6 separate regions of the Mus musculus genome follow, and regions 1, 2, 3, 4 and 6 are each linked to region 5. The links are chromatin contacts, called in public HiChIP or PLAC-seq and promoter capture Hi-C maps. All regions are on one chromosome and are shown on one strand. The core of a region is the stretch at or near the end of the contact, and the rest is flanking DNA. Distances in the headings are between cores, read along the strand shown.

The links. Promoter capture Hi-C pulls out the DNA fragments that hold promoters and counts their contacts. HiChIP or PLAC-seq counts read pairs in DNA pulled down with a chosen protein or histone mark.
Region 1: a contact with region 5 is called in a promoter capture Hi-C map of hippocampal neurons, with 3 times the contacts expected there. The contact joins the enhancer-like site here to the promoter of Mad2l1 in region 5. A contact is called at or near these places in 7 of 39 promoter capture datasets (the 3T3-L1 cell line, embryonic stem cells, hippocampal neurons and 3 more) and 7 of 115 datasets of contacts at active chromatin or transcription factors (acute myeloid leukemia, embryonic stem cells and stem cell-derived neural progenitor cells).
Region 2: a contact with region 5 is called in an H3K4me3 HiChIP or PLAC-seq map of pro-B cells, with 2.8 times the contacts expected there. The contact joins the enhancer-like site here to the promoter of Mad2l1 in region 5. A contact is called at or near these places in 2 of 39 promoter capture datasets (hematopoietic stem and progenitor cells and pre-B cells) and 5 of 115 datasets of contacts at active chromatin or transcription factors (acute myeloid leukemia, bone marrow-derived macrophages, extraembryonic endoderm stem cells and 2 more).
Region 3: a promoter capture Hi-C map of hippocampal neurons shows a contact between it and region 5, with 3 times the contacts expected there. The contact joins the enhancer-like site here to the promoter of Mad2l1 in region 5. A contact is called at or near these places in 8 of 39 promoter capture datasets (the 3T3-L1 cell line, cranial neural crest, hematopoietic stem and progenitor cells and 3 more), 1 of 15 datasets of contacts at CTCF or cohesin (the NIH/3T3 cell line), 2 of 484 Hi-C or Micro-C datasets (the Ba/F3 cell line and double positive thymocytes), 13 of 115 datasets of contacts at active chromatin or transcription factors (the 230-238 cell line, T-cell acute lymphoblastic leukemia, astrocytes and 7 more) and 2 of 9 other capture datasets (liver and macrophages).
Region 4: a promoter capture Hi-C map of hippocampal neurons shows a contact between it and region 5, with 4 times the contacts expected there. The contact joins the enhancer-like site here to the promoter of Mad2l1 in region 5. A contact is called at or near these places in 7 of 39 promoter capture datasets (the 3T3-L1 cell line, embryonic stem cells, hematopoietic stem and progenitor cells and 3 more), 1 of 15 datasets of contacts at CTCF or cohesin (the NIH/3T3 cell line), 11 of 115 datasets of contacts at active chromatin or transcription factors (acute myeloid leukemia, astrocytes, bone marrow-derived macrophages and 4 more) and 2 of 9 other capture datasets (embryonic stem cells and macrophages).
Region 6: a contact with region 5 is called in an H3K27ac HiChIP or PLAC-seq map of T-cell acute lymphoblastic leukemia, with 5 times the contacts expected there. The contact joins the enhancer-like site here to the promoter of Mad2l1 in region 5. A contact is called at or near these places in 2 of 39 promoter capture datasets (the C10 cell line and stem cell-derived epiblast-like cells), 1 of 484 Hi-C or Micro-C datasets (hematopoietic stem cells) and 11 of 115 datasets of contacts at active chromatin or transcription factors (the NIH/3T3 cell line, T-cell acute lymphoblastic leukemia, embryonic stem cells and 3 more).

What each region holds. Positions count from the first base shown.
Region 1 is chr6:65,819,406-65,823,851 of GRCm38.p6, forward strand. All of the region lies in intron 2 of Prdm5 (PR domain containing 5), which reads left to right. Among named protein-coding and RNA genes, the nearest start is that of Prdm5, 43 kb to the left of the region's middle. Within about 2 kb of position 1,561, at least 2 of the 459 cell types and tissues checked have an H3K27ac peak or open chromatin away from gene starts, as enhancers often do. A contact at or near this core is called in hippocampal neurons, where this site is marked.
Region 2 is chr6:67,067,905-67,072,160 of GRCm38.p6, forward strand. All of the region lies in intron 4 of E230016M11Rik (RIKEN cDNA E230016M11 gene), which reads left to right. Among named protein-coding and RNA genes, the nearest start is that of Gm29928, 22 kb to the right of the region's middle. Within about 2 kb of position 1,512, at least 114 of the 459 cell types and tissues checked have an H3K27ac peak or open chromatin away from gene starts, as enhancers often do. A contact at or near this core is called in acute myeloid leukemia, bone marrow-derived macrophages, hematopoietic stem and progenitor cells and 1 more, where this site is marked.
Region 3 is chr6:65,887,291-65,891,494 of GRCm38.p6, forward strand. The region is part of intron 12 of Prdm5 (PR domain containing 5); the gene reads left to right. Among named protein-coding and RNA genes, the nearest start is that of 4930544G11Rik, 63 kb to the right of the region's middle. Within about 2 kb of position 1,496, at least 10 of the 459 cell types and tissues checked have an H3K27ac peak or open chromatin away from gene starts, as enhancers often do. A contact at or near this core is called in hippocampal neurons, where this site is marked.
Region 4 is chr6:65,846,799-65,851,373 of GRCm38.p6, forward strand. The region is part of intron 3 of Prdm5 (PR domain containing 5); the gene reads left to right. Among named protein-coding and RNA genes, the nearest start is that of Prdm5, 70 kb to the left of the region's middle. Within about 2 kb of position 2,498, at least 14 of the 459 cell types and tissues checked have an H3K27ac peak or open chromatin away from gene starts, as enhancers often do. A contact at or near this core is called in hippocampal neurons, where this site is marked.
Region 5 is chr6:66,532,992-66,537,785 of GRCm38.p6, forward strand. It overlaps Mad2l1 (MAD2 mitotic arrest deficient-like 1), which reads left to right and starts at 2,230. Exons shown (of 6, transcript NM_001355624.1): 1 at 2,230-2,608; 2 at 2,967-3,113; 3 at 4,578-4,698. The coding sequence starts at 2,536.
Region 6 is chr6:67,127,091-67,131,551 of GRCm38.p6, forward strand. No RefSeq gene overlaps it. Among named protein-coding and RNA genes, the nearest start is that of A430010J10Rik, 28 kb to the right of the region's middle. Within about 2 kb of position 2,256, at least 79 of the 459 cell types and tissues checked have an H3K27ac peak or open chromatin away from gene starts, as enhancers often do. A contact at or near this core is called in T-cell acute lymphoblastic leukemia and embryonic stem cells, where this site is marked.

The DNA.
Region 1 (4,446 bases), core at 311-2,810, 710 kb before region 5:
CTGGGCAATTAAATGAGAATTGTAGCCCACAAGTCTCCTTGAGAACAGTGCTGATTTTCTTTGTATGAGTTGTTGTGAGGTTGCTTACTTTTGGCCTGTGTAGTTTCAAAGTGAAGCTCTGATCTATGTGTTACAATAAAAAATGGGTCTAGGGGCTGGAGAGATGGCGCAGAGTTTACAAGCATTAGCTGCTCTTCCAGAGGACACAGGTTCAATTGCCAGCTTCTGCATTGCAGCTCATAACTGCCTGTAACTCCAGTTCCCGGTTATCTGACACCTCCCACAGAGATATATGTAGGCAAAACACCAGTACACATACTTATACACATGTAGGCAAATGCCAATGTACATAAAAAACATCAAGTGTTTAAAAAGTGAGTCTAAAGAATTTTTCATAAAGTTAGTAATATTATTTTTTGCAACTCAAAAACACCAGCACACATATAAACCTTCAACACACAGCCAAAGCTTGCCAGACAGGGTTCAACATTTGCTTGAAACTACCTGACAATCTTTGTTTGCTTTGCATATAAAGAAGATTAATGTTCATGAACTTGAATAAATTTCATTTAATGACTAGCCCAGTAATTTCTTCAGTGTATGATAAATGACTGTTCTGAATTACTTTTGTTCTCTGCAGAATTTTTAGAGAAGCTTAGCTTATTAATATTTTGATGTATGTATTTTCTGTTTTCTAAGTTTTGATTTAATGAGCCACAGCTTTAAAGATATCTTCCCATCTGCCAAACTCTCGAGATTGATTGAAATTCATGTATGTTCTTTACTTTGCATTTGGCTAGTCTTGTATTTTCTTACTATTGGAAGGTTCAGAGACTAGGGGAGGACTATGTTCATTTGTCTGGGTCTCCCAGATTTTCTCTAGTTTGTATGTGAATTTGATTATTGTAGGTGATCTGGAAAGGAACTACCTAAGTGTAGAAGAGGCTGCAGACTTCAGTACTGCGTGGACTGTTTTTAACCTCTGGGCTCCACACTCGGGCTCAGAGGTGGGAGAGTATATAGTTCCCTTGAAGAAAGTCTCGGAAACCATGGTGCAGAGTCGTCCTGTGGTTACTGCATCTCAAGTTGCCTTCTGCAAACTCATCAAACATGCAGCTCTGTCCCCAGGCAAACTGACATGCTTTTCCTTAACTCTGGCATTCTACTTTCTCTCAGTAGCAGTGCAGAACCGAAGGTGCTATCTCATCTTGCTGGAGGTAAAGAACTCCACTAGCTTGTCCAACTGCTTGTTTTAGCCCCTAGGTCCATAGACCTTCTTTTGGAATTAATTAAATTCAAAGAGTAAGTAATATGTAAGCATATGTCCTATGTTACCTTTCTAAAGATCACTTTAAAATTCAGCTTTAAAAAACCACCTGCTTTAAGGAATTGCAGTGTTTTAGAGGAACATCTTTAGTTTACATAGATGCTAAAGCCCAAGTTTTGTAGCTATTTCTGCAGAAATATCAAATTGTCTGACTGTGTATGATCAGACAGCAGATGCTAGAGTCAGGGAGGCCTGGTGATGATGGCAGAGCAGTAAATATTCTCAGGAGAACAGGTTGTATTTAGAAGCTGTTTGTCTTGAAGCGTTCAACCTAACAACCCTGTGATGTTCCCTGACGCTCAGTGTGGGTGAGAGCAGCTTGCTGGGCATTCACTCCAGTTTCATGTTAGGCCTTCTGTGTGTGTGCACACAGGGCACCTTTTCTCTGGTGATTTGAGATTGCTCTGGACAAAGAAAGGGTTTTGTCACTTTGCTATTTTTGGTGACTTATGTTAAAGAGTAGGTAGTTGCAAAATGAAAAACATTCTCTTCTAGAAAGCCTTAGATTAAAAAAATATATATACTTTAAAACTTCAAACTAAGGTCACATAGTACTGGTTGAGCACAGAGTTCTCTGATTTCTCTTTATTGCGTTCCTCACCTATCTTTTTAAGTGTTTATTATATGTCAGAGGGAAAAGGCTGTAGAAAACATTCTCAGTCAGCAGTTGCTTTGCTGTTGAGCTATTGACACCTACTAGAATCCATCCATAGAAGTCCTTAGACAGATTTTATGTAAGTTGTGTAAATACCAACCACGTAAGCATTTAGTATTTGGAGATGGCTAATGAGATGGCAAGTGTAGAATGTGGATTAATTATTTTCAAAATAGGAAGAATTGATTATAGTCTAAGAGCTAGCATTAAAATGTATGATGAATGCATAATAGTTCTCTCTTCTTTCTGTCCCAGTCTCCTCCCTTCATCTCTAGAAGACTAGTTTCCTTACATTAAACCATGCTTGTGCTGGTTTTAAAGGCATTTATACTGTTGTTATACAAGCAGAAACATTTGGAGATCTCAAGCCATTATTTATTAGCTGGGATAAAATAAAAGAAGCTTGAGAAGACCTCAGTCCCATAGCTTTGGTCATCTGGTAGCTGGCTGAGTGTGGATGTAGAATGTTTTAGACTCACCCACAGGCTCTAACACAGCATCCGGGTAAGCCATTCCAGAAGTGTGACCTAGTGTCTGTCAGGTAAAAGTAGTCCTTTATGCTAATGTTGTCATAATGAGGTAGTTAGAATATAGTGCCAGGATTGAAAACAGGAATCTTGGTTCTAGGAATGAGAGATTCATTTTCTATTATTGTGTAACAATTACCATGAATTTGCAGAGGCTTAAAAAAGCTACCTTTTTGTTATTTTAGAGTTTTGAAGGTGGAGAAGCCCTCATGTAACTCTGCTTACAGCTCTCACCATGCCAGTCTAGATGTAAGAGCTAGGAGGACTGGGCTCTTATTCATTCATTCATTCACTCACTCACTCATTCATTCATTTATTCATTTGTGTATTTATGTGTATGTGTGAATACTTACATGTAAATGTGTGTACCATGTGAGTGCCCAAGGCCTGCATAGAAGATTGAAGAGGCTGTTGGTTCACATGGAACTGGAGTTACAGACAGTTGTGACAGACAGTTGTGAGTGGCCATGTGGATGCTAGGAACTGCATCTGTGTCCTCTTCAAGTACAGCAAGTTCTCTACTGAGCCATCTCTCTTTTTGGAGCTGGTAACCATTTGGTTGTGTCCAAGCTTGTTCAGTATGACTGCATTTTGTTCTCCTAATCAAGTAGTACTCAGCCTGGAGGGGCCACAACCCTTTCACACCTAAGACAATTGGAAAACAGATATTAGGTTACAATTCATAACAGTAGTAAAATTACAGTTATGAAGTAGAAACAAAAATAATTCTATGGTTGGGGTCACATACTAATATAACAACATTACATTAGGAACTGTATTAGAGGGTTGCAGCATTAGAAAGGTTGAAGATTACTGCCATAGACTCTTAAGGGTATGGTTCTCATTTCATTCCTGACTACTGGCTAGAGACATGTTTCAATTCTTAGCTCCCTTAGTGACATTTGTCAAGCCACCTTTGGAATCCTCTGTCTCAGCACTATTTCTACTCTAACTTCACTCCTTAAGAGGAAGTGAGAATTCTACAGTTTAAAAAACAAACTAACAAAATACCCTTAATGAGTCTGTTTTTTTGTCTATTCACTCTCTATTTATTTATTTGAATTAATTATTTTATTTACATCCCAAATGGTGCCCTCCCTCCTGGTTCCCCCTCCCCGTCACCTCTGAGAGAGTTTATCTATTTTTTTTTTTTGTTTTTGTTTTTTTTTTTACATAACAGGACCCTGGAAGGAATCCCTTTTCTACATAAGTTTTAAGTTTTAGGAATTCTTACATGCTAGGACAGTTTTCTATGGTGGGCATTGTAAAAAGTTATTCTTAGAATTCTGTGCAGTTGTTGGCAACTGGTGACAAGATTGTACACATACTAATATAACGTAACAAGGTGGTATGGTAATTGGCTGGGCATACTGTAAGCCCTGGTCCCATGAATAGCTGTGAAGGCATTTTTCCCCCTACTATATATTCTCTCAGTTTGTCCCTTAGTTTTTTAGAGGATCTGCCTTCATAGAACAGTTTTGAGAACTGAATAAATTATATATTTTTTATATTGTGTTACTATGTGCTTCACACATAATAAAAACTACATAACTATTAATTGCTATTACTATTATTTGTCCTTCAAAGTAGAATTCTTTCCAGGCATGTTTTAGTTTTCATGTAATGAACTTGACTCTAAAATCCAAAGCACATGTTCAGTAAAAATAACAAATGTTAAACAAAAAGGTTTTCATCATTGTGGTATCTACTCTTGAGCATCTGTCTCATTCATGCATTCTCTTGCTATAGGTAGAACATTGTGCTTTTACATGGCTGAGGTCAGGTGTGTGTGGCCAAGTTTATGTTGGAAATGAAGTGGAAGAAAGGTAGAGAGACCTGGGGTGAGAAGGCAAGTCAGCCTGGGAATAGAGCAGAGGGTGATCTTTAAATGGCCATTGGTATGAAGGGATAGACAGTTATAAAATATGTAAAATACA
Region 2 (4,256 bases), core at 262-2,761, 530 kb after region 5:
TATCAAACTAGGTTTGATTTGCATTTCTCTGATAACTAAGGTTGTTGAACATGTCTTTCAGTACTTCTTAGCTAGTTGTGCTTCATCCTTTTGAGGCCTGTCTGTTTAGCTATATGCTCCATTTTTACTTGGATTCTTCATTTTCTTGATGTTCAGTGTTTTAGTTCTTCTGTTTGTTTGGTTTGGTTTAATTTTGTTTTTTTGTTTGTTTGCTTTTGGGGGGTTTGTTTTTTGTTGCGTTTTTTTTTTTTGGTTTGTTGTTTTTTGTTTGTTTGTTTGGGCTTTTGGTGGTTTTTGTTTGTTTGTTTTTGTATTTTTTAAAGACAGCATTTCTCTGTAGCCTTGGGTGTCCGGGAACTCATTCTGCAGAGACCGGGCTGGCCTGCACTCAGAAATCTGCCTGTCTCTGCCTCCCAAGTGCTGAGATTAAAGGTGTATGCCACCACTACCTGGAAAGTTCTTTATATATTTTAGACACTAACCTTCTATGAGCTATGCAATTGGTGGGCTGGAGCGATGATTCAGCCATTAATGACTAGACTCACAACCAAAAACCAGATAGGTAATTGGTAAAAATCTTTCCCCATCCTGTAGCCCGCTGCATTACCCAACTGATAGTGTCCTTGGTCATGCAGAAAATGTTCAGATTTGTGGCATCGCATTTATATATTGTTGGTATTAGTGCCTGTAATGTTGGTGTCCTGTTCAGAAAGTCTTTTCCTATACCAGTGAGTTCAAGCCTATTCCCCACTTTCTCTTTTATCAGATTCAGGGTATCTGAGCTTATGTTGATGTCCTTTCCTTTATCCACTTGGAATTGAGTTTTGTGCAGGGTGATAAATATGAATCTATTTGCCTTCTTCTGCATGTATGTATCTGTTTGGTCAGCAACAGAACCACTCATTGAAGATGCTGTTGTTGGTAATATCCAGTTTTGATCCATGGCAATAGTAGGGTATTGAAGTCCCCTACTACCACTGTGTGAAGGTAGTGTTTTTTGTGTAGTAGTGTTTTTTTTCTATGAACTTGGATGCCCTTTTGTTTGCTCCATGGTTATTTAGAGTGGCAAGACCCTCTTAGTGGAGTTTTTTTTTTTTTCTTTGAAAAGTAAGTATACAGTGTCCATCCCTATTTCTTCTTCTTAGTTTTGGTTTGAAGTCTATTTAGTCAGATACTAAAATGACGACTGTTGGGTTTCAAACCTAATCAAATCACTAAGGTACCTATTTAACATGTCACTGTGGACCTGATCATCCGACTCTCTCTGAATTTCTCAGTCTCACCCTATTGCAGAGCCACCCTGACTCAGATACATAAACTCTCCGTACCCTGAACTCTGCAGCCCAGGGGCATCTTCTCATCATTATTACTATAATAATAATTCACTTTACATCCTGATCAGAGCCCTCCTCCAATTCCACCTTCACAAATCCCTCCTGTGTTTCCCCCTTCCCTTCTCCTCAGAGAAGGGGAAGCCCCTATTGCGTAACATCCTGTCTTGGGACATCAAGTCGCAGCAAGACTAAGTGGAGATTGTGCCTCCACTACTTCCTGAGTGTGTGCCACAAACTTCTGTCATAGAAAGGGAACAGCAGCAGGCACAGGGACAGGGACAGGAACAGGGTCTCTTGTCTTTTTATTAGGGAATTGAGAACATTAATGCGAGCCAGTGGCTTGTGGTATTGTGTGGAGGAAATCAACTTATGATTTGCGATTATCCCCTCTCTACTGTAAGACGGGGGCACAAAAAGATGAGCACATATTTAGTTAAGCTTAGAAACTTAGCTGGGGGGAGAAGAAGAAGGTCTCTCTGGAAAGTTCTCAGCCACGTACTTTTTAGGCAAGCAGCAGAAGCGGGAAGGGCAGGTTTGAGAACACTGTCGGAAATGGCTTTGTGAATTTAGTGAGGAGCTGAGGAGCAGAGTCTGCTTGCTCACTGCCTGCTAGACTGAGCAGTGCTCCTTCCTCCTATCTTATGTGCTTACTTTAGTCCGTTCGGGGCGTGGGGTGTCTTGTGGAAAGCTAGCTATGCTGTGTCTATAGCCCAGAGGAGTAGAGCTCTGTTCATGGGCCAGAGGAAGAGTCCTCAGAGCAGGCAGCTACCTTCCAGCACTCCCCTTGCCCTAGATCTGCTGATGTAAACACAGTCGGGGAGCTGTTTTAAGCATTGTACAATCCCCAAGGGCAGAGGGACTCCTCTCTGCTAAGGTTTGCGTGCCAGCCAAGCATTCTCGGCGCCGGAGCTTTCTTGGAAAGTTTTTGTTTGGGGTATTTGCATGTGGTTGATTCACTGTGCACTGAACTGACCCATCTGTTGTTCCTTTGGCTGAGCTTCCACTCTCTGGGTTGTATATGGATCATCCTATGTCAGGGTAGACGTGTGCAGTGTAGCATATGCCAGACTGCAATAGAATGGTCTACTTACAGTGGAACTCCTGCTTTACTTCTTGTGTATCTGGCACTGCAGAAGCTCAATAAATGTGGAGAAGCCAATCAGCCAAGTGAAAATATACTAGTGAGTATTTACTTCAGTGCTTAAGAGACAGGCTTTAGCCAGAAATCTCATATAAACTCTGTCCTCAGTCACCCAGAAGCAGACTGGTAAAGACATACAAGGTATTAAGGAGATGGCAGGGGTAATATCAATGTATAGGATTAGGAGTTAAATTTGAATTCTTCAGAAATGAAAGATTTGTGAGTTAAGGTGTGTTGTCTTGCTTTCTCAGCCTATCTCTTTGTTTTTATAGAAATTAGATGCTTATAATCACTTTGAGAAATAACTGAAACAGTATAGATAAGGTGACTAACAGTGTCTGGACATGGCACTCACTAAAGTTAGCCATGCATGAAAACACCTTTTACATTCTGTAAAAGCAGAATTATGATCTCATCTGCTAATGAGGGTTGTATAACACAATGCTTTCAGTTTGTATAGCAAGATCCTCACAGTAGCTCCTGGATATGAAAGGACTTGTATCTAATTTGCAGAAGAGGAATACAGAAAGATCTATTTTCTTTCTCTTCCTTCCTTTCTTTTTTTGTTGTTATTGTTGTTGCTGTGGCTGCTGCTGTTTTTTATTGTTTTATTTTCTAAGACAGGGTCTCACTATGTAGATCTGGCTGTCCTGGAATTTGCTCTCTGGTCCAGGTTGGCCTTGAACTTACAGAGAGCTGTTTGTTTTAATCCTAGCTCTGAGTGCTAGGATTAAAAGCATGTGCTACCATACTCAGCCAAGATCCATTTTCTTAATGCCTGGCTACTAGTAAATGGTAGAAGGAAGATATGCAAATTGAGCCTCATAGCTGGATGTTAATAATAGTAGCAGATCTGTAATACTACAAGTATTAATAGCAAAAGTATGAGTACAGAGAGCTCATGTTAGCCATGAGCTACAATCTCAGCACTTAGATGGTAGAGGCATGAGAATCATGAGTTTGAGCCTAGGCTATATGGTGAGACTCTTTTTTAAGAGAAAGAGATCACTTTGGTGGCAGTGAGCTCTTTGATGGTTTTCAAATATGACAAGATCTCAGTGGGGGAAGAGGATAACCCATTCCCAAAGCATGGGGTGACGAGAGTATGCATAGAGACAGTCTTCCTTACAACACTAGGCCTATTTAACCGTGTCAGGTACATGCCTCACAGGGAAATAATATAAGATGAAGCTGCCTTAGATATATGTAAGAACTAAATACTCCAACATGCTGTTGCTTATAAGTTTATCAAGATCTGATATACCTGCCTGGAACTGAGGAAATCAAGATTTGAAACTGTGTTACAGAGAGTGTTTGTATATATATGAATGAGAGAGAGAGAGAAAGAGAGAGAGAGAGAGAGAGAGAGAGAGGCTGACTAAGGGATGACTCAGTAGGTGAAACACTTTTGTACAAGTTTGAGGACTAGAGTAAGAATGTTCAGCACTGATGCCAATGTCTGCTGGGCGTGGTGGCTCTCTTATAATCCCAGTGCTTAGGAAACAGATAAGATCCCAGAAGAAAGCTGGCTAGCTAGACTAGACAAATGGGTGAGCTCTGGGTTCAAGTGAGAGACCCTGTCTCAATTAATGAGGTAAAGAAGGATGAAGGAAGACACATGACATCACCTTTGGACCCCCCACATAACCGTGCTGACACACATGTAAACATACATATATTTATACACCACATACACATAAACACGAAGAACAATCATAATGGACATTCTCACAGAACCTTTGAGTGTATTCATTGTGTCATATCCAAAGCTTTTTGGTGTT
Region 3 (4,204 bases), core at 246-2,745, 650 kb before region 5:
ATGGATGTTCTTGGCCATCTCTCTCTACTGTGTAACTGGGGCCATGTGGAGTTGGGTCTGCTGACGGCAGCAATGAAAACAATGTCTTCTCTGTGCCAGTCATCCTTAGACATTGCTGTGCCACTCTGAGGAAATTGTTCTAGCTTTATGTCTGCATAGATGTATCCCTGTGTTATTTGTAGATAGAAGGAGAGCAGGACGTTTGTAGAGAAAGTGAGTTATGTTTGCATATCAGAGTAATATACCTACAGTAAATGATCTCAAAGTCATGCTGTGTGACTGAATCAAGCTTGGTGCCATGTGTTTAAAAGTAGAGACTTGGGCTGGTGAGATGGCTCAGTGGGTAAGAGCACTGACTGCTTTTCTGAAGGTCCTGAGTTCAAATCCCAGCAACCACATGGTGGCTCACAACCACCCATAATGAGATCCTGATGCCCTCTTCTGGTGTGTCTGAAGATAGCTACAGTGTACTTGTATATAATAATAAAAAATAAATCTTAAAAAAACAAAAAGTAGAGATTTATATAGTTCAGAAGACATTAAGGCATAGGTTCCAGCACAGAAAATATAGACCTTGAATATTCATAATGACTCCATCCTTGTGAACTCATGCACTTTCATCTGACTTTACTTGTAGGAAGAGTGAACAGCAGAGAAGCACAAACGACTAATGTTACTCATTACTTTGAATGTTTGAGGTATTATGTCATGCTTGTCCTATTGTCTAATATAATTCAATACAGATAGTATGTAGTATAAATATATAAAATGATATATAAATGCAAATTTATATTTATGTAATATATTACATATAAATATATAAAATATATAATATATTATATAAGTATTTATAAATATGTATAGTATGCATTATATGTAAATAAATATATTAAATACATACAAATTAGTAAATATACAAATAAATAATAAATATTTCTTATTTATAAATAAACATGTTTATATAAAGAGATATATTTAAATATATAGTGAAAGAATATTCTAAAATTTCCAGTTATTCTACATTGTTGCAGTTTACCATATATCTGACTCTGGGCCAAATTGAGGCATAGTGAGCCAATGCATTTTTGTAGATAGATTTTTCTTTTTAGACACATTCAGGGCAAGGAAAAGGAGTAGAGTTAAGTGTGTATTTGTGCAAATAATTGTATAACTGCTTATTTGTGTTGTTCTTTTCTTATCACCATGTTTTTCTGTTTAAACTCAGACCCCTTTCAGAGTCCCAGTTTCCAACCCTGCTTTGTCTACTTTGAAAGACAAGTGTCTTTAGAGATAACCTCCTGCAGTGTGGCTGGTGCAGTGTGGCAGAGCTGAGGATGTCTGGCTGCTGGCTGGTTGCTGCAGCAGCAATCTTGAGATGGGTTTCTCTTCCATGTGTGAATAAACAGGGTTTTGTCTCATCCTCAGAAGATGAGCATCCACTTACCCCTAAGGGCTAACACCAGGCTCACTGACTTCTGTGGCTACTTTGTGCTCAGTCAGAGGAGCAGCTGAGCTTCTACTGTTTGTGGTTTTGCTATATGACTTTTCTCTTTGAGTTCATTTTTATTTTCCTCTGTGAAATGGTATGAGTTCACTCCTCTCTTTTTTATGTTGTTTTGCAATTTCTGGTTGCCTTTGAGCTTGCCTGCTGCCAAGAGTTCCATGTTGTTTATGGGCTGTTCAGTGAAACAACAGTACCCCAAGGGACATGGATCCTGATCACAGTGGGCACCCACACAGTTCTGTGGGTGTGGTGCTTGGCTAGGCACACACTGGGCACACACTGCTGCCTCAATACCTTATGCTTGACAGTTCAGGAGGGCCCCAGGGAGCTCTTCTTTCTCTCTACAGCTGTTGACTTCATTAGCAATGTAAGCAATGCGCCTTATTAGAAAATGTAAAAATATTCATTTTGCTGAAATATGCCATAGGAAGTTCATTCCAGGTTGGCATGCTTTTATAGAAAGTAACTATGTTTTCCAACCACAAGCCATCAGTGAAAATGAAGACGTTGTCTGACTTGACTGTCTGGTTTTTGAGGAGACAGCTACATTTTCATATCTGTTTCTTCACTCATCCTGTGATGTGTAGTTGGAGTTGCAGAATATGCAGCAATCCTCCAGAGTATTTTAATAATCTTGATCAAATAATTTGGGATATTATTTGCTCCTAGACTGAAAACCAAGAATCAGACTTTGAGCAAAGGATTGCTGTTGTGTGCAACCTGAAAATACTTCAGTGACCCTTTTCTGTTCTATCACTTTAAAATCCATCACTCTGTGTTGTGTTTGGCATGAACCTTTCACGCATGAAGGATTCTGTAACAGGATGCACAGGTCATACGGGAACCATCTTTTTGAGGCCTGCAGATCTCCACATTTGTTAATGCCACCCAGAGCTCATCAGCATACCCATTCAGAAGTCCCCTTTCTTGCCTGTTTCCCTTCTGAAATTTTGTAAGAAATATTGCTTGCTACACTGTCATTTCTGCCTCCTTTCTTTCCTTGTGTATTAAAAAATATTCTCCAAATAGCCATTCTCAATGCACACTCTTGTGGTCAGTCCTTTTGCTTTATATAAGCATAATGTTCCATGACAAAAGCTGGAAGCTCAGTTCTACCGAACAGGGGCTTTCTGAGACTACTATCATGTGCATTGCTAGAGCTCCCCCATCCAATTCCCATATTAAAAAGATGATACTCAATGGTTAGGTTTAGGTTTAATACAATCAGTCATTTTGTATTCCAGGGAACATATTCCCAAGTGGAAACAGCATTTATTTCTAGTGCGTATAGCTGTGGTGAATGTAGTGGCTTGTGTAGAGTTTGAGAACGTTGCTCAGATCTATAGCACTAGATTAGCAGTTTCCCCATGGTGACATTGCACCATTCATGTAAATGTCAACGTGGTCCAAAGGAAGATTATACAGTAGCTTTAGAAAGAGAGTGTTCCTGACCTCCTATGGAATAGTCTTAGAGATCCCTGGGAATGGACATGCCCCCAGTTTGACATTTTGGAAACAGTGGCTCTTCCTGACATGGAAGCCTGTGCCACTCGTTTCTGAGGGATGTTGATGTTAGGCTTTTCATTTATCCCACTAGCCATCCTTCTGTTTACCCAGGAGTCGAGACTCTCATTTAAGACATTGTGGGCTGCCATTTTGGGGGGCCCACTTTGGACCTAACAGTTACCATAAGCATTGTCTTGAATATTCTATTGCCATACTGGCACCAAAATTAAGATTCCTTTCCCAAAGTCAAATGAGTTTTATTCATCGAATATTAGGTTGAATGATATCTTACTTATCATTTTATTTAGTATCTGTTTATAGCAGTTTACGAGAATTTTCTAAAAATAAAGAATTTTCAAGCTCATATAATTTCTTCCAATTTTATCAAAATCTGAAATTTGGCATATATTAGGATTCTCCATAAACATCTTTGTTGAATGCTGATAAAAAATTAGTTTGATATCATACTTAAATAATTAAAATTTCTCTGTGTTAACTTTAACAAAATGCATTTTAAATGGCTATATTCCTGATTAAGACTTTTAAACGAATGTTTAGACAATTCAGTTTAAAAACTGTGCTTTGAATCCTGAATTGTGGGTGCTGACTCTTCCCTGACATTAAATCATGGAAACCTCCAAAATACTTTTAAAATGTAGTTTGTTTAGGAATCTGTAGGTTCTTGCCACCTTGAAATCACGTCTAACTGATATCTCATTCAAGTATTCTTGAGAACACTCCTTGACAATGTGAAAGAAAACAAAAACAAACAAAACCTTAGGAGTAGTTATTGAGTAAAGAGAAGCCGGGCGTGGTGGTGCACGCCTTTAATCCCAGCACTCGGGAGGCAGAGGCAGGCAGATTTCTGAGTTCAAGGCCAGCCTGGTCTACAAAGTGAGTTCCAGGACAGCCAGGGCTACACAGAGAAACCCTGTCTTGAAAAACAAACAAACAAAAAACAAAACAAAACAAAACAAACAAACAAACAGACAAACAAAAAGAGAAAGACCTTCTTTGTTCAGAGATATGACAAGAGTTAGGAAGCACTGGGCTTGCTGTTCTAATCCAGTCCCTCTCCTATACCCACGTCCTTTGCTTTCCCCTTCATTATCATTCCCATTGCTTTATCCTGTAGTTGGTGGGAAACAGACTCTAGAACAATGAGGGAGCACATGGTTGAAGATCCAGCTCACC
Region 4 (4,575 bases), core at 1,248-3,747, 690 kb before region 5:
ATTGATTCAAGTATCTCTCCATTAACCACATGCCAAAGGTAAGAGCAGGTTGATCTAAACAGGCCCATATCCTGTAAGGAAATAGAAGAACTCATTAAGAACCTTCCAACCAAAAAAGTTCAGGGCCAGATGGATTTAGTGCAGAATTCTACCAAACCTTCAAATAAGACCTGATATCAATATTCCTCAAAGTATTCCACAAAATAGAAGCAAAAAGAACACTACTTAATTCATTCTATGAAGCCACAATTACTCTGATATCTAAACTACACAAGGACCCAACCAAAAAAGAGAACGCTAGATCAAGCTTGCTTATGAATATCGGTGCAAAATACTCAATTAAATTCTTGTAAACCGAATCCAAGAACACATCAAAACTATCATTCACCATGATCAAGTAGGATTCATCCCAGGGATGCAAGGTTGGTTTAATATTTGAAAATCCATTAATGTAATCCACTATATAAACAGACTAAAAAAATATCACATAACCATCTCCTTAGATGCAGAAAAAGCATTTGACAAAATACAACACACCTCATGTTAAAAGTATTGGAGAGATCAGGAATTGAAGGCCTATACCTAAACATAAAAGAGGCAATTACTGTAAACTAACAGCCAGTATCACAGGCTTAATTTTTAAGATTGCATCTATTCTCTGGGATAGGGTGAACTGTTCCCTGCTGTGTGCTTGATCACAGACCATGATTCTAAAGGAGGTGGATTTCTTTGCACTTTAACAACACAAAGCTGGGCCTCTCTGCCTTTTTCATTATTTTAAACTCAACTTGTCCTTTTCTTACCTTACATCGGTTTTGGTGTTTTCAGAGGTTTTCTTTTTGATCTGAAAGTTTTGACAACTATCTGTTGACAACTATTAATCAATCTGTTATTGTGTCAGTAATTTTCACCGTGAAGACCACTGCAACAGACAGCTCAAACTTTGTTTGCTTGTTTGTTTGTTTTTGCCACAAGGTCTCATAAGTAGCCCATGCTGACCTCTAACAGACATTGTTCCTTCCCCTTCAGTGTCTCAGGTATAGCCCAGGCTGGCCTCTAACAGACATTGTTCCCTCCTCTTCAGTGTCTCAGGTATAGCCCAGGCTGGCCTCTGACAGATATTGTTCCCTCCCCTTCAGTGTCTCAGGTATAGCCCAGGCTGGCCTCTGACAGACATTGTTCCCTCCCCTTCAATGTCTCAGGTATAGCTCAGGCTGGCCTCTAACAGACACTGTTCCCTCCCCTTCAGTGTCTCAGGTATAGCCCAGGCTGGCCTCTAACAGACATTGTTCCCTCCCCTTCAGTGTCTCAGGTATAGCTCAGGCTGGCCTCTGACAGACATTGTTCCCTCCTCTTCAGTGTTTCAGGTATAGCCCAGGCTGGCCTCTGACAGACATTGTTCCCTCCCCTTCAGTGTCTGAGGTATAGCCCAGGCTGGCCTCTGACAGACATTGTTCCCTCCCCTTCAGTGTCTGAGGTATAGCCCAGGCTGGCCTCTGACAGACATTGTTCCTTCCCCTTCAGTGTCTGAGGTATAGCCCAGGCTGGCCTCTGACAGACATTATTCCCTCCCCTTCAGTGTCTGAGGTATAGCCCAGGCTGGCCTCTGACAGACATTGTTCCCTCCCCTTCAGTGTCTGAGGTATAGCCCAGGCTGGCCTCTGACAGACATTGTTCCCTCCCCTTCAGTGTCTGAGGTATAGCCCAGGCTGGCCTCTGACAGACATTGTTCCCTCCCCTTCAGTGTCTGAGGTATAGCCCAGGCTGGCCTCTGACAGACATTGTTCCCTCCCCTTCAGTGTCTGAGGTATAGCCCAGGCTGGCCTCTGACAGACATTGTTCCCTCCCCTTCAGTGTCTCAAGTATAGCCTAGGCTGGCCTCTGACAGACATTGTTCCCTCCCCTTCAGTGTCTGAGGTATAGCCCAGGCTGGCCTCTGACAGACATTGTTCCCTCCCCTTCAGTGTCTCAGGTATAGCCCAGGCTGGCCTCTGACAGACATTGTTCCCTCCCCTTCAGTGTCTCAGGTATAGCCCAGGCTGGCCTCTGACAGACATTGTTCCCTCCCCTTCAGTGTCTCAGGTATAGCCCAGGCTGGCCTCTGACAGGAGATGCTTCTTCCCTTTCAGTGCTTCAGTCCCCCATCCCCGGAGTGCAGTGACTTAAGGTGCGAATCACCAGCTCTGTGTGCTTTCTTTGTCTGTATCTTTCCACATAAGGTGCTGCTTTGTAGCTGACACTAGATTTGAATTTCTGACTTTTTCCTACTGCCCCATGGGGGCTGGGATTACAGTATCACCATCATGTCTGGCAAAAGCTCTATGAAGTCTTATTCTTGTTTAATATGCATGGCTGCCAGGTTGGATGCTTCACCCACATGGTATCCCATGGAAAGGTTTGCAGCTGTGTGTTTTATTGGCAGGAAGAGTAGTACTGAGGACTTTCAAAGCTTTTGTTTGGATGGGACTCCTGGTGTTACCATTGGAATGCATGCATCCCATGGTCGGTGCATGCCATCTGCTCAGACATGCTTAGAGAGCAGGGACACCGGGGGAGATGGAGCCATGTGCCTGTGCTAGAGTGCATGACAGAAGCAAGCAGGGTGAAGTGCTTCCGCCAGAAACGTTATGTCTCACTGTAAACATATTTTGTTTGATTGATTAATATTATAGATGTCATTGATTTTACTGCTGAAATGTTTCCTGGTGTCTCTCATCTTGCAGAAATCATGTTTATATGCTGCTTGAGACTTATTCATGGGCTTAGTAAAGAAGGTTCAAGTGAGATGATAGTACCTATTAATTATCTTATTTGCTTTGTTTTAAACTTTCATCTTTTTATGTAAATAACTATTGAGTAGAAAAATGGTTCAAAAAATTTCCCAACTCTTATATAAATTACTAATTTGTCACCCCAAGGTTTGCTTTGGAGCTGAGTTTTCTTGCCTTTGGATTACCTGCTGGTCTTTTCAGCTGGATGATGTGGATTTTCACAGCCTATTGCCTTTTCAATAGAATAATTGTGCCTCTGCCAAGTGTATAATCATGTGTTTTCCCTTATATCATCCACATGTGGACAGCAGCCTGCCAACACATAAACAAGAACCAGGTTACGTCACAAACAGATGCTGCTCAAATACCAAAGCACCGTGCCCTCCTCTCGAGTTATGTTTATTTGTGCACAGTGGGGATTAATATTTTTTTTGTGTGTGAAAGAAGATAGAGTTACTTTTGCTGTTTTCAAATAGCAGAAGTGAATGTCCCATGCATGAGTTCATGAAATCTGTGCCCACAAGGCCTGATACTTTAATAGGGATGATAGACAAATTGTCTGGGAAAGTTGAGCTTTGTAAGTCGTGTTGGTATTGAAAGGAGGTAGGGAAATTGAAAGGATGATTCTTTTTTAAACTATTGTCTATCTATCTATCTATCTATCTATCTATCTATCTATCTATCTATCTATCTGTCTGTCTGTCTGTCTGGTTTGATGTGTGCCTGTGTTCGTGCATGTGCATGCACCTTGTTTCTATATGGACACCTGAGGTGGCCAGGAGAGAGGGCTGGATTCTGTGCAAGCAGAGTTACATAAAGTTATGAGCTGCCTGATAATGGGCACCGGAAACAGAATTTTGGCATTTGAAAGAGCAGCAGCTGCCTATCCACTGAGCCATATGCCTAGCCTTGTAAGTCAGATTTACCCGCCTAACTCCCAGGAAAGAGTTCATGCAGTAAGTGATAGAGTAGGAAACAATGCAGCAGGATGGCAGGCATCTTGAGTTGATTTGGTCCTAACCAGTGTCATAGTATAGTAGTCACTGTTAAAAAAAAAACTTATCAAATGATGGCTTAAATTACTATGTATAGCTTTTAAAAATAGGACTCTTTGATGATTCAAAAGGAAAAAAAATCTACAGTTGCTTTTTGTTTGTAAACTTGTTAAGAACAGCCGGGCGGTGGTGGTGAACACCTTCAATCCCAGCACTTGGGAGGCAGAGGCAGACGGATTTTCGAGTTCGAGGCCAGCCTGGTCTACAAAGTGAGTTCCAGGACAGCCAAGGATATACAGAGAAACCCTGGCTAAAAAAGCCAAACCAAAAAAAAAAAAAATCCCCAAAACAAAAAACAAAAGACAAAACAAAACAAAAAACTTGTTAAGAACAGAAAAGTGAGCCACAACTCATTTTTGTAGCTCCTTCTATTTCCCCGAATGACATTATCGCTTTTGTTGTCTTATTAGTTCAAAACAAAGATGACCAACTGTGTGGTATGTGAAATATATCCTCCAGTTCCAGTCTTTCAACCTTTGATCCCATTGAAAATCAGGCCCAACCTGGGCATAGGGGGAGGTAGTGGATCACTGGGGGCCTTCCTTGAGGTACCTTATCCTATCTCTACTTCCTGTATTCTCTGTCTCTTCATAGCAGGATTTAGGTTTTTGTTTTTGTTTTTTTTCAGAAGTATACTTGGGGACTGAGAAAAGAAGGGTCCTTCATTCGTAAGAGCTTCTAGGGACCAGGAAAATAAGTAGGTTCAGGTTATGATTGTCCATTTGGTAAACCCTAAGACGTTTGGGGAT
Region 5 (4,794 bases), core at 980-3,479:
GAAGCAGAAAGCTAAGAAATACTGGCTATAATTGGCTACGTAAAAAACTTGATGCCAGCATGGCATACATAAAAGCCTACTGCAAGAATAATACAAAAAAAGAAACCAAGTAACACTAAGTTTTGTGACAAAAAAATTAAAAAAATACTTAAGCCCATATAATAACATTTCTAGTGTGTAAAAATACTATTTTTAAGAAAAAATTAGCAGATTAAAATTTTTCTATGATATTTAAAATAAACCGCTTAGTTTCAAGACCCTTATTTATATATATTTCCAATACGTATGATGCACATATTTTAAATTCTAAAGAGAATATAAATCCGCAGTATATTACAATTCAACATGTCATTCTGCGGTTCACTATCAACACACAAATGCCTAGAAACTATTAATCTCTGTTTTTTCTCCCTTGGTGCACTGAAGCCTTCATTTGCATTGTTTTTCAAAGGTTGCATTGTGTGGTTAAACACTGCCCTCTTCTGGTATCTGGGATTAAATGTGTATCCACACAAAATTCTTTATGGTTTATTACTGCAAAATTTCTTGACAAGTTGTGTGTGTTATTAGTTAATAAGTAAATGTTTTTAGCCCAAATCAAGTAAACTTTTTCTCAAATCATAACCACAACAATAAGGAATCTCATTTGCATTTTTCAAACAAATATGCTATAAAAGGAGACTAAACTAGGGAGTATACATTCTCTAATAAATCTGCCACTAACTAAAAACTGGATCTTGAATTAACTGTGCAACCACTCTAGATCTACTATACTATAATTTGATTAAGTCATTAATGGATTTCTTCAGCCTCAAACTTTATGTGCTTCTAGATTTAGAAAAAAAAAATACTTATTTTAATACCAAGGGGGGGGGTCAATTTCTATTCCTCCCTGTTCAAACATTCTTACCCTAAATAATACACAGCAAGAGTCTACAAAATTGTGAGTCAAAGTAAATATGAGAAACTGAGAATTTTTCAAGTATTTTATAGTATTGCTTTTAATAAATGGGGAGAGAGGTAATGTTAAACCACGCAGTCAAAAGGAAATAGGAAAGAAATCAACCATCAAAGATTCCAGATCTTTTAATGTTTCTGAAATAAATTAGATTAAGTCCAACCACCGTTTGGTAAGAAAGAGCTAGTACCTCACTTTTATCTATACCACCATTTCTTTCCTCCTCATATGTCACAGTTTCTTTCTCTGATGTATTGTTTATACAACTTCCCTGGCATCTGTTTAGTTCAGGCTCTAAACCTTCTTCTTTCTTCTCCTTGTTCTTTCTTCTTCTTCTTCAAAGATTTATTTATTATTATTATTATTATTATTATTATTATTATTATTATATATAAGTACACTGTAGCTGTCTTCAGACACACCAGAAGAGGGCGTCAGATCTCATTACAGATGGTTGTGAGCCACCATGTGATTGCTGGAATTTGAACTCAGGACCTTCGGAACAGCAGTCACTCTTACCCACTGAGCCATCTTCTTAAACCTGCATATGATAGTATCTCTAATAGTCAACTGGTTTCAAAATGCAGTCTGAGTACCAGAGTTAGAACCATTTAGCATAGTTGGAAGATGTGCCATCTCCTGGACACAATACTACTGTACAATATTAAAACTGTAGCATGAATCCCATATGTAATCGTACATGCTCTGGTATAGGCCTTAAACGATCAAAAAGAAAGTACATATGACTAAAAACTTAAAAGCAAGCTAATTGCAAAAAAAAAAAAAAAAAAAAAAAAAAAAAGGAAATCAAGTGTCTCTATCATTTAAATCCTTTGTGGACTTATAAAATCTATGTAGTATAGAAAAATAAAGACATTACTAAATGATTATTAGTGTGTGTGTGTGTACACAATTTGCAGGGGTTCGCTTCTCTACTTGGTGACAAGCATCATTAAGCTTCTGTCCCACCTAGTTCCCTTCATCATATTTAACAAAACCAAAAACCAGGTTCTCCCAGACTTGAAACTATCCTCGAAGCTGAGACCATGCTTCAGGGATGCTCAGACCACGGGTTTGACAGGCAGGTAATCTCAGGACCATCTCTGGGCCGCTTCTAGGTCACCTCATCCGAGGTCCTGCACAGTACGGACCTTGTAGGTCACCAGGACCTGGAACAAGACGCCCCAACCACTCTGCGCTTGCTCATTCGGTCAGCCAGCGAGGGCGGAGCCAGGGCCGGATACAAGTCGCTTTGGGCGGGGCTTTAACCCGTGGTGCAACTGGGCATAGGGCGGAAGAGCCGATGTGGAGCGGAATGTTGAAGAGACCCGGCTCTCTAATGTGGGAGGGGCTTAGGGAACAAAACGGAAGCCTGAGGCGGCCTTAGGGAGGGATTCGGAGTTACAAAGCCAGCCGGAAACTGGCGACGTAGGTGGGGCTTAGGGCTCATTACGCCTGCGCACCGAGCAACCGGCGGGCTGCGTAGTTATTTTTGAACCGGGTGGCGGGGAATAGCTTAGAAGCCATTAGGGCGCCGTCTGCGGTGAGGTTGGTAGTGTTCTCCGTTCGATCTAGTGATGGCACAGCAGCTCGCCCGAGAGCAAGGCATCACCCTGCGTGGGAGCGCAGAAATCGTGGCCGAGTTTTTCTGTGAGTGCTGAGCGCAGCCCCCGCCGCCAGAGAGAGCTGAGGCTGAGCCGGGCCTTAGGACGCGCGCTAGGACGGAACCACGGATCCTCCCGGGGGCGGGGAACGCTGCACCACCCAGCGCAGGCCTGGGCCTCCTGGAACCTAACGGGGCTGACCTGGGTCATCATCTTACTCGCTCTCTGAAAGCTGGGGTCTGTGTTGACATCCTCTGACCACATGCTCTGTATTTACACTTAGCAAACCTGCGAAGTTGGACATTGCTGGGTTAAAGGTTTTCCGTGTCTTTTTGTGCCTACTCTGCTTTCTGGGAGACTTAAACGTTATTACACGGTTACGGCTTTATTTCTTTCGTTTTCAGCATTTGGCATCAACAGCATTTTGTATCAGCGTGGCATTTATCCGTCGGAAACCTTTACTAGAGTGCAGAAATATGGACTCACCTTGCTTACAACTACTGACCCCGAGCTCATAAAGTATCTCAATAATGTGGTGGAACAGCTAAAAGGTAATCACGTTTTCAGTGTGTGATCTTACAGGTTTGTGTCCCAAGTAACTTAAAGCAACATGCCTTCTCAAATGTCATTCTCAACTGGGAGGAAGCAAGCAATGGAGGGAATCCCCACCTCTTTTTAAGTAGGCTGAATGTCTTGATGTTAGGAATCTTTAAGCTGCTTTAAGAGTGGGTTTTGTAGGTTAACCAGTTGCAGCAAATTGGAAATTTTACCCGATTAAAAGGATTTCGCCATTCTGTGTTTTGCTTTGTAGCTCCCAATGAAATCATACAAAATACCAATTCTAAAAGCATTGCAACTGCCTTTTTTTCTCTTTGAGTTTTATTGTACGTGAAAGGGTGTTGTAGTTTGTTTTAATTGTAAATTCATTAACAGTGTTTATTGCTTTTTTTGTTAACTTCAGTATTAAAATGGCCTTTTGGTGGCCACCTGAACATGGTTAGCTTGGCATCTGTCTTTAAGGCCGTTTTGTTTTGCTTTGCTTTTGAGACAGGTCTCTTTATGTAGCTCTGGCTGTCCTTGAACATGCTATGTAGACCCGGCTATCGTTGAACTCACAAAGATCAGCCTGGCTCTACTCCCAAGTTCTGGGACTAAAGGCATTTGCCACTGTGTCCAGTTTAAGGCCAGACTTCTAAACATGCCTTGCTATTTGTATCCATAGTAGAGTATTCATCAACACTTGTGCAGGTTGGATATGAATTCACAGGCAAAAACGGCAGGGCTTTTAAGCATAAGATCTGCTTTGAATTCTGGTATCTGTGGATCCTTTTACCCCCTGCAGCTCACTTACTTGCAAGGATGATAGTTTAGAAACACAAGGCTAATTGGTCACTCTGTCCAAAACACAGTTGTGGCTTTCCTGATTCTTAAAAGTACAGTTTCATTAATTTAACTTGTAAGATTTTATATGACATAGCATCTTGACTTTTCATAATTATGTAATTTATTTACTTTATTGAAAAGAATTTACTTTTCAATTAGTCTGCCCATGTATGCATGTATATACATGTGTGTGTGTGTGTGTGTGTGTGTGTGTGTGCAGGCGTGCATGCATGCCCTTCCCATTTAAAACCTGTATTTGCCTCTCCTTTGTACAGTTAGTGTAAAAACTAATCTTTCCCTCACCTACCAGAGTAGTCCGATTTTTTATGCTCTTATAGTGTCTCTGTTGTGACCAGCCACCACAGATGTGACTGGCGGTGGTTAGATGAGTATATGTCATATGCTCTCACTGGGAATTGCAGAGAAAGTACAGGTTCACGGTTCTGATGCTCTGCCTTCTGCCTATTAGTAATATGGAGAATTTAAAACTCAGCTAAATTATTAGTGGAGAATTGTCTTCCTTATGCAAGAAAGGAAGTTCAATTGTGAGAGTTCTGTAAGGCCGAGAGTGGGTCTTTGGAAGAGAGTCTCTGTCATAGGCTAGAGTCTGAGCGCTGCCTTGTGTGTTGCAGAGTGGCTGTACAAGTGCTCAGTTCAGAAACTGGTGGTGGTCATCTCAAATATTGAAAGTGGTGAAGTCCTTGAAAGATGGCAGTTTGATATTGAGTGTGACAAAACTGCAAAAGAGGAAGGGTAAGTATGAGCTGAGTTATTCCTACCTTAATTTGTTTTTATGTTGTTGCATGAGTTCACATTGTATTGAACTGATTTCTTACAGTTACTGTCTAT
Region 6 (4,461 bases), core at 1,006-3,505, 590 kb after region 5:
CTTCAAAATTCAACTTAAGTTTTAGATATGCAGTCACACGTTGTCTGTTTAAGGTTCATGGGAATTATAATTTCAACTGATTGGGTTCATTCATTTGTTTAAATTTAAATTTTAAAAGTTATATTAGGGCTGGTGAAATGACTAAGTAGATAGAGTACTTGCCACAGAGTCATGAGGACCTCAGTTTGATCCAGGCACCTGCACAAAAGCCAAGTGCAATGACAGTGCCTGCAATCCTGGCACTGAGGGAAGAGACAGGCACATACTCCTGTCTCTATGGTCAGCTTCTCTAGTCAGTCAGCAAGCTCCCTAGGTTAAAGAAGAAAGCCTGTCCCAAAAAGCAACATGGAGTGTTGTTGAGAACAACCTTATATTCACCGCTGGCCTCTACATGTGCATGTGTGTACGAATATGATATGCATGAGTGTGAATGTACATGCATGTGCAAGCATACATGTGTGAACACACACAGAGACAGACAGACAGACAGAACTGGGCACGGTAGCAGAAACCTGAATTCCCAGCACTTGAAAGATACAGACAGGTGTCCAAACCCACCTCCAACTACATAACAAGTTAGATGCCAGCCTGGGCTACAGGAGACCCCATCAACAGCAACAATAGTAATAGAAATAAAATCTGAGAGTCGGGCATAGTGGTGCCTATCATCCCACCACTGGGGAGGTCGAGGCAAGAAGATCATGAATTTGAGGACAGTAAGATCCTGTCTCAGCAAAAAGAGAGATGACTCAGCTTTCCAGTTTCAGGATGCAGATGTAAACCATCCCGCCCATCATTAGTGGGCTTAACTATGTTGATTGGGAAGATACAAAGGACAGAGAATGAAATCTGCACTCTGGGACTTCCATCTCAGCTGAAGGCCAACTCCGCCTCCTGCTCCTGCTCAGAGCTTAGCCTTGGCAGTAATCTATCACACCATCTCTCCACTCAAACCTCAGCTGAGCCACTCAGTAGCTTAGTTCTAGGTCTTCATAATCAAAAAGGCCCCAAGGAAGATGTGTCTCCTGACAGAAACTAATGGGAAATTTTCATGAACACTGCAATTTATCAAGTGGTTGCAAGGTATATCTCAGCTCTATAAGTACATGTTCTTATTTAGTATTTTTAGGAACCTGGTTATATGGACTTTTTTAGTATGTTTGACAGACAAGGGAACCAAGAGAGCAAAGCTAAGCGAGTTATCTAAGGTCAAGTTATCCAGAGCTGGTGGCTGGTCAGGTAGACAAATGACCTTCAGCTTTCTATGACTGATGTGTGGGAACATGGTACTGATCTGGGAAGGGGATATCCCACACCCTCTTCTGCTATACATTAGGTGTCAACTCAAATATGAAACTTCTTCAGGGATCTCTCTGGCTTCTGGAACGCCTTCTATGAGCTGGTTTGGCTCTGCTTGGTCATTTTTCTCCTCTTTGATGAGGAAGTTTGAGAGGCCATAACGCTCTCAGCTCAGGCTGGCCTTGCTTAGAGACACCCCTCTCGTTTGAACTTTATGCCCCCTGAACTCAGGGTCCTGCCAGCAAAATTCCCTCATGGTAGAACTTTGGTTAGAGAGCCTAAGTCATGTGCTCATTGGCACTGGAGGCCAAGTCTGTGTGGGTGTTGGGGGGCAGGGAGTCTCAGCCCATACTTCTCTGCTGAACTTCCCTTCCCTCTTTGGCTTGGCAGCAGCTTTTAAGGACATGAGACCAATCCAAGAATTCCTTGTCAACATCACTCCTTTCACCGGAACCACAAATTCATTCCAGTGGGACCCAGCTTTACCTCCGGGCAGACATCAGAAACAACTCCTCTTTACTTCAAAACTGCCACCCTCTCCTGAGAGCCACCCACTTCCACACCTCTTTCTCCCTGCTGAGGAAGAAAATAAGGGCCGGGCTGTCGGAAGTATGGTTGGCAGAGGAGGCCCCAGTCCTGCCAGGCTGTGGGGGGTTCTTCACACCCAGCTGTTGATTTTGCCTTTCTTGTGGTTCCAAGGCTCCTTCCTGCCTCCTTTCTTCTTCCAGAACCAGCTGGATGAGTAGGTGTGGCCTTCCCCAACCGGATCCCTGAGCCACAGTTGCCCTGTGCTGGCGTTCAGGGAAAGGACCATTTTGCAAAAGTGTCTGTTGCATCCCAAACGCTCTTCCTGCCTGTGAGCAAAGCCCACGAGGCATCTGCAGCCTCTGGGGCTCTTCTCACTTCTTGGCTGCTTCAACGGCGGAGGAAACCAGCAGGGGGTCAGAATGAAGGAGGCAGGAAGAAAGTGATCAGCTCTTAGCTGACATTAAAAGCGGAACCTACCAGGAGAGCAGTGATGGTTACCACACTCGGGGATCACTGAATGAGAAGAGGAAAGCCAAGGCGGATCGGCACCCTTCCCTTTGCTCTGCCGGCTTGGCTTCAGAGCACCCCCTTTCCTCCAGGAAGATCTTGATATGAGATGCTTCCTCTTCGGTGTCCTCAAACACCTTGTAGCTCTCTTTGGTGGTTCTAACCATCTCAAAAATGCCTCACTTCTCCCTTTTCTTCCTACTGATATTCTTTTGCCTACTCTTGTTTCTCAAACCCACAGCGCATGTACATGTGGATGCTAAGCCAGACCCGAGCCTAAATGATACCAAACTTCATCTTGAAATACCAATGGGGACGAGAGGGCAGCAGGATTATTGCCGCACAGAACAAATCTGAGGCTCCAAGCCAAGGACAGATTGTGGTTAGGAGTGAGTCCTGAGCGTGGACCCAGACTCAGCACACATGAGCTGTGTGTGCCTGGGCGAGTTCCATCTGCCCATGTTTCTGTCTCCTCACTATAAACAGGGTGACTCAGTCGCTCCCTTTTAGTATTTGTGAGAAATAGGTGAGTTAACACAGGCTAACGATCCGTTATCCAATATGCTTGAACCAGAAGGGAGTTGAGAGTTTCCAGAATCGACAATACCTGCAAAGATTATAAATGTTGAACATCCCTTACCTAAAACCCATTAAATCTGAATTGTTATAAATCCAAAAGGTTTTTGGGTGTCATGTCTATACTAAAACCTTTGAATTGTGAGCATTATTATTCCTACATATTTCATCTTACTGGCTTCCTTCCTTGATGCTAGGCCCAGTCTTGTCTCAAGGCCTGATATATCTTTGTCCCTTGGCTGGCCTACATTTCCCCGATCAGCCCACGTGGTTTTTGCTCACCTTCATTTAGGTCTTCACTAAACTGCTGTTTCCTTCCCTCCAGACCCTTACCCATTTCAGGATTCATCTCAAAGCATGGATACAGCATGGGTCTGTCCCTTTACTAAGTTTTGTTTGTCACCTTTAAATATCACCTGCATGAAAATGAGGACCTTGTTTTGTACCTGTATCATTCCTAGTGCCTAGTAAAATGTCTCCCATGTAATAGATGTGTAAATGAAGGGATGCTTAGATAGATGGCTCCACAGATCTCTTAGGGGAAGGCTTCTGGGCCCATTTCCAGCAGCCTTCCATTCCTCAAACCCCGTGTCACACTCCGTTAAGCGTACCCCCTCCTCCAACTCCTTCTCTATACCCAAGCTTGCCCTCTGGCCCTTCCCTCTCCATTGACCCAGTTTGACACAGCCATTCCCAGTCTCTGGGGGCTTCTGGCATGAGCAATTTGGGATTTGCTGACTATTCCAGAAAGATCAGCTGTCCCCGTGTCAGCTGTTGAGGGGACACAGTGAGCAAGACAGACACACGGGCAAGCAGCAGAAACAGATGGTCACATCCACACTGGAGTCAGGTCACAGAAGCCTGGGGAGGGTGAGGGCACAGAGGAGGAGGGTCTGCTACCCACATGACAAACAAAACCGCAGCTAGACCCTTTCCAAAACCACATCTTACATAAGGCATGCAGGGATGACACATGGGTGAGCTGTTGGATTTATCCTAGGTTGAAAAAGTACCTGGAGAGTCACAGTCTTGTGAAACAACAGTGTCAGCCCAGGAGCTCCAATGCTATATCATCATCAGAAAGGTATTTTCAAAGCCCCGGGGAGCGGTGAGATTAGTTGTGAAAAGAACACCTGAACTTTCAAGGGTAAATTTGGTTTCCAGATGCTGTGGCCCCAGAACAGGATTTTAAACAGCTGCCTCTCCAATCCCTGAGCCGGAACCGGCTCATCTGCCTCAATCAATGGTTAGCCGCATAGTTTACCATTCCAGAAGACCTTCATTCTTTGGTGTGATCTGAAAATATTTTTTCAGAAAGAGAATGTTGTAGGTTGTAACTCCCCCAAACCTCACCTGTTGGTCTTAGCCTCAGTATATCAAATAATGCTTTAGTGTGATACCACTCATTCAGACGAAGGGAATACGTGCATACTTCCTTGCAGCCATAGGTTAAAATGGTAATATTGTTGTTTTGAGATTATTGTTGTGTAGAGATTAGAAGTAATTAAAACTCTCCAAATTTTATTTTGCATAGGTCAATATTCACTTAAC